Linked DNA regions of Mus musculus: region 1 is linked to region 2. Evidence: chromatin contacts called from public Micro-C data. All regions are on one chromosome and are shown on one strand. The core of a region is the stretch at or near the end of the contact, and the rest is flanking DNA. Distances in the headings are between cores, read along the strand shown. Region 1 holds the start of 1700017J07Rik (RIKEN cDNA 1700017J07 gene). Region 2 overlaps Atp9a (ATPase, class II, type 9A).

What was found. A called contact is a pair of places that touch in the nucleus more often than the background predicts.
Region 1: a Micro-C map of embryonic stem cells shows a contact between it and region 2, with 2.0 times the contacts expected there. The contact joins the promoter of 1700017J07Rik here to the enhancer-like site in region 2. A contact is called at or near these places in 2 of 484 Hi-C or Micro-C datasets (embryonic stem cells and stem cell-derived epiblast-like cells) and 1 of 115 datasets of contacts at active chromatin or transcription factors (embryonic stem cells).

What each region holds. Positions count from the first base shown.
Region 1 is chr2:168,976,889-168,979,589 of GRCm38.p6, reverse strand. 1700017J07Rik (RIKEN cDNA 1700017J07 gene) reads right to left here and starts at 1,321. Exons shown (of 2, transcript NR_040326.1): 1 at 1,030-1,321; 2 at 684-863.
Region 2 is chr2:168,692,974-168,695,993 of GRCm38.p6, reverse strand. The region is part of intron 4 of Atp9a (ATPase, class II, type 9A); the gene reads left to right. Among named protein-coding and RNA genes, the nearest start is that of Atp9a, 47 kb to the left of the region's middle. RefSeq lists an enhancer at 102-2,875. Within about 2 kb of position 1,398, at least 41 of the 459 cell types and tissues checked have an H3K27ac peak or open chromatin away from gene starts, as enhancers often do. A contact at or near this core is called in embryonic stem cells, where this site is marked.

The DNA.
Region 1 (2,701 bases), core at 72-2,571, 280 kb before region 2:
TCTGGCCTCTGAAGGCATTAGTGTAGTGGACAGCCCCTTGCAGGCAAAATTCCCATACACATAAAAAGAAGTAAATTCATTTAAATGTTTGTGCCGGGATGCTTTAGGAAACCTCTCAAACCTTTTTTCCTTTTGAGACTCATGTAGCCCAGGCTACCCTCTAGCTCTCTGTGTAGCTGGAGATGACTTTGAACTCCTGATCCCCCTATCTCTACACCTCAGGTACTTGGATTAGAGGCCTGTGACATCACACCAGGCTTATGTGATACTGGAAAACTGAACTCAGGGACTCTACTAACTGAGCTACATCTGCAACTCTTGCTTCGAACCTGCACTTTTCCTACTTTGTTTATGGTGTGCATCAGTATTTTTAAACTACTCACCCGAACCAAAGAAATGGCTCAGCTGGTAAACATGCCTGCTGCTCAAACCTGGTGACCTGGTTCAAATCCCGGATTCCACAGTGGACGAAAAGAACTGATTCCCGAAACTTGTCACCACCTGCCTTCCACATCCCTGTTTTCACACACATGGGATTGCATGCACACATAACAGTAGTAGTTAACAATAATAAAATTACCCCCGTTCTATAGTGAGACACTGACTTTATAAGTAACCAAGATTTCTTACACATAGATATGAGCATATCAAATTATAATAGTAACAAGCTATAGAGAACCATCTGGAGGGAACGGCTAATATGTTTTATTCGGGTTGTAGCACCAAGAAATGGGGTGTTTGGCTTGCACTCATTCTGGCAGATTCACCATTATTCTGACACAGACCTTTATATCCTTGGCTCTGAACTGGAAGCGCATCGAGCATCCGACGAGGGCAGTAGGATCTCATGGTAACTAAAGCATCTGTAGATGAATTTGAGCATTGTTTGCTGAGTAGCATGGTAAATTCGTGGAATGTACAACACACACCATGTGCATACATCATACATGTATATTTAAAACTTAGAAAATAGATAAGGAAAAGCAGCAGATAACTTAGCCACAGTTGCAGCCCCCAGAACCTACGAACCTGAATTGCTTACTGAGGTGTGAGGTCTCCCGAGGACGTGAGGTCTATGGCTAACTGTACCATGGGGTTGAAATCAGAACTTGTAGTGAATGCGTGGCTTTTAGAAGTCACTCACAGGCCGGCTACCAAACTGCTGACAGTGCCTGAGTGTTCAGCCCTGAATGTGACCTCAGCTCCACCAGGCTTCCCTCTCCAAGGTTTAGACAGCACAGCAGCAAAGCAATGGAAAGAACGTCCTTGGAGCCGGAGGTAGAGTAAGACTGCTAAATGCTGCCTCAGGACTGCATGTGCCCTAGGGAACTCAGTTACCATGGTTTCTGTCACAAGACCTAAATAGCATTCCAGAACCGGAAGGAAGGGGCTCACGGGGCTCCGCCTCCCGCTGAGGGGTTGGCGTTGGTGGGCGCTAAGAAAGCTTGAGATGGATTTCTTCAGGGTGTGGCCAGTGCCAGGGTGAGCATGCCTAGTGAATGGCCCCATACCCAATCATGCGCTTACAGCCAGCACTGACTAGACTCAGTTGTTGGGAACAAAATAAAGAATGGGGCCCTGGGGAAGAAGGGAAGGAAAAATATGCCCAATGCCCCGGCAGAGTTTCCCTATTCTCTGGTCAGTCAGGTGTGAGAGGGCTGCTACCTACCCTATCCACTCATCCCTGGGTGGGCATTCCTCTATCTCACTCTTGAAGGGGTGGCCAAGGGGCAGCCCTGCCTGGGGACACCCCCCCCCCCAGCTAATTTGCTAAAGCCACCAGGGTTGTGGAAGAGAGGGAATGGGGGAAGAAGTTCCCAACACTGACCAGAGGGCGCAGAGGAACTTGAAGGGCAGAGACACTCCATGGTTTAAGAGCTTAATTATAGAAATGCAGGGGAAAGAGAGAAGGGGAGAGACAGAGACAGAGAGAGAGAGAGGCTCAGAGAGAAAGAGAAAGGAGAGAAGAGAGGACAAAGAGAAGGGAAGAGGAGAGAGAAGTGAGAGGTAGAGGACAAAGGAGTAAGAGAGCGAGGTGGGGGCTGAGCACCCCTTTTTATGGTCTTCACTGTTGCTAGGTAACTGGGGAGGAGTTTAGCCTGAAGGTCAGAAGCTTGGGACATTGCTTACATGACTACTGACCATGCTTCTCTTGTGGGGGCTGTGGGAGGTGGTACCTTAGGCAGTGCCTGGAGTTCCAAGAACATGAGGGAACGCCTACCGTGTCATGTAGGTAAATTATGACCATCGGGTTCAAACCTCAGCTCGACTGGAGACCAGCCTGCAATTCCCCACACTGAGTCACAAAGGAGGAGGGCAAGAAAGGGAGGGAGGGAGGGAGGGAGGGAGGGAGGGAGGGAGGGAGGGAGGGAAGGAGGGAGGGAAGGAAGTTAGAGGGGGTGGGATGAATATGATTAAAATATACTATATACATATATGAAAAGTTCAAAAAATGAATAAAGATGGGTTTTTTTATGTTCAGCCTTGGGGCTTTAGAAGTGGCTCAGCAGTTAAGAGCACTTGTCACTCTTTCAGAGGACCCAGGTTCAGTTCCCAGCATCCACGGGGAGTTCAGAACTTCCTGTAACTCCAGTTCTAAGGGATGGATGTTCTCTTCTGGTCTCCCAGAGTACTGCGTGCACATGGTATGCACATGCATGCACATAAGCAAATCATACACATAAATAAATCTAAAACTAAA
Region 2 (3,020 bases), core at 149-2,648:
CACATGAGTCTGTGGGGGCCAAAACTATTCAAACCACTACAGAGTTCTTTCCCCTACTTTTATTTACTAATGTCTGGTGTGTGTGTGTGTGTGTGTGTGTGTGTGACTCAGGATATCGGGCTTTTGTGGTGAGTGCTTAACTAGTTAAGCCATGTTGCTGGCCCCAGTAATGGACCTCTTGATGTTAAGGTGTTAAAGTCCTGCAAAGACCCTTCAGGACAGGGCTCAAGGCTGGTTCCTGAGCCTAGAAAAAAAATCTGCCCCACCCCACCCCAGTAAGGTCGAGGCCGGCAGCTCAGTTGAGTCTTTAAGAGGGACTTATTTATTACAGACTCCTGAGGTCAGACAGATGCAAAGCGATACTTGAAGTTTTTCTTTGCTAATATTCGGTACTTATGGTAATTCATTGGTAAATGGATCCATTGTTTAGTGGAAAACAAAACAAAACAAAAACAAAAACCCTGAATATCTTCACATTAAAATTGTACGGTTAATCATTTCAGATACACACATGCATTTATTTCTTTTCTTTTTCTTTTTTTTTTTTGGTTTTCCGAGACAGGGTTTCTCTGTAGCCCTGGCTGTCCTGGAACTCACTCTGTAGACCAGGCTGGCCTCAAACTCAGAAATCCTCCTGCCTCTGCCTCCTGAATGCTGGGATTAAAGGCGTGCGCCACCACGCCCGGCTGTATTTATTTCTTGTGGGTGTGGTTGTGGGTGTGCTGGCACCCGTGGAAGGCAAAGGATCACTTGGGTGAGTTCTCATCTTTCCATGTGGGTCCTGGGGAATCCCCCCAGCACTGTAGCTTCTCTCAGAAGCCACTTCCTGCTCCTAGGCTGTTAGACGATTTGTCTTTTTGGGACATTGCCAACTGGTTTTAGCCATTGATATATTTATTGAAAAGTGTCTATAACTTACAACTTGAATATAAACTTACAATATTTAAAAGCAATCCCTCCCGCCTCCGTCTGGTTCTTAACTGACTTAAGCAAAGGTGCTTGGTAGCCTTGGCTTGTATTGCCAGTGAGTCTTTTCCTGGGTTTGGAACTGCCACCGCCGCCATTTGAATGTGAAAGCTTCACCTTTAAGCCGGGAGGAGGTATTTTGATGTCAGCCCCAGGAAGTGTACTCGGGAGTGGAATTTACAGCTCGTCTGTCCGCTGCCACAGTTCGATTAGAGAGTGATCCATTAGCCATTGCCCTGCGCTCACCGTGAAAACTAGAAATGTAACTCGAGTGTTCGGGGTCAAAACCAGGCCCCCGCGGGCCTGTGCCCTGGAATTTGTTTAAGGCTGGTTTCCCTCCTTGGGGGTGGGTGGGGGTGGAGTACGTGTAGATCCTTCTGAGTTGTCACTTACGCGCTTCAGTCCGAGGAAACATCTGGTGTCTCCCTGCCACAGAGACAGGCCGCTCTTATTCTAGGGCTGTCACCCATGAAAGGCCGCTGCGGCCCTGCTGGTGTGCTTATGAAAGGCTTGGGGGCCAGCGCTATAGAAATAAACAGCTGTGCTCATTGGCTGTTTGTCCTCGGTATACGCGGCCTGCGAGCCTGCTGGGGTGAGGCGGAGAAAGTGGCCGGTTAATGATCAGGGCAGTGTCTGGAAAATTTTCCATGTCACTTTCGTAAGAATCTCACTCCAGCTTCTGTTGGAGTCTCCAACAGTGCACGGAAGAAAAACAAAACAAAACAAAACAAAACATAACAACCCCCCCATCAAAACCCAAAGAGCCTTGGGGCTGGCAGGGTGGCTCAGTGGTAAAGGTGCTTGCTGCTGAGCCTAAGGACCCGAGGTCGAGTCCACTTGGTGGAAAGGTTGCACTCTGACATCTGCATGTGTGCAGTGGCACACGTGTACTACACATATGCACAATAAATAAATACATACATAAAAAGCATGTGTGAAGGAGTCTTAGGGCCTAGTGGTGGATTCTGGGTAGAGCACCCCAGAAGGGGAAAGGATGGGTTCTGGGGCTCACTTCTCAGGGTGCTTTCTGAGGAAGCTCTGGTACTATGTCCCCTCTTGAGCTGGCTGTAGACTAGTCAAAACCAAGTGCAGATCCCATGTTAAAATTTAAGATTTAAAAACCGTGTGTGTGTTTGTGTGTATGTGTGTGTGTGTGTTTGTGTGTGTTTGTGTGTTATGTGTGTGTTTGTGTGTGTGTGTATGCACATGTTTGTGTGTCTAATGTGTGTGTGTATGCACATGTTTGTGTGTCTAATGTGTGTGTGTATGCATGTGTTTGTGTGTGTGTTTGTGTGTATGTGTTTGTGTATGTGTTTGTGTGTGTATTGAGGTAAGAGGACAACTTTCAGGAGTTGCCTCTCTCCTACCCTGTGGGTCCCTGGGATCAAACTCAGATCGTGAGGCTTGGCAGCAGACCCCTTTACTCACTGAGCCACCTTGCTGGCCCTCCAGTAAGGATTTTCAGCTCTCGCCTTGGCTGCACCGGTGCTTCCTGCTCCCGTTTCTGTGCCCCGTCCCCACCCTCCCCCTTCTCTGTTCCTCCTCCTGCTCTTTCCACTTCTCTTCCTCCTTTCTGGAAGACAGAGGTTAATTCTCGCTTAGGAGTTGTGGGTTCTAAATTGCCTTTCACTTTGGGAGTTGGTACCAGCCACTGAAGACTGCGTCTCTGTCCTCCAGCGCCTCAGGAAATAGGGCTGGTGAGGCACCTCAGTGGATACAGGCTCTTGTCGCCAAACTCGACAGGTTAAGTCCTCTCCACAGGACTCAGAGTGGAAGGAGGAAACTAACTCCTGAAAGTTGTCATCAGCCTCCACAGACGTGTGCACACCCCCCCCCCATCCCATCGTCACCACCACCACCATGTATGGGGTGGGCCATACACACTTAATGCAAGGCACCATCACTACTGTAACAGGTGTGGGTCTAGGGCTCTCTTGATCTCTTTCTTTAGTTTTTATGTTTTTATTTACATGTATGGGTATTTTGCATGCATGTGTGTCTGTGCGCCATGTGTACACAGTGGCCGTGGATGCCAGAGAACAGTGTCAGATCCC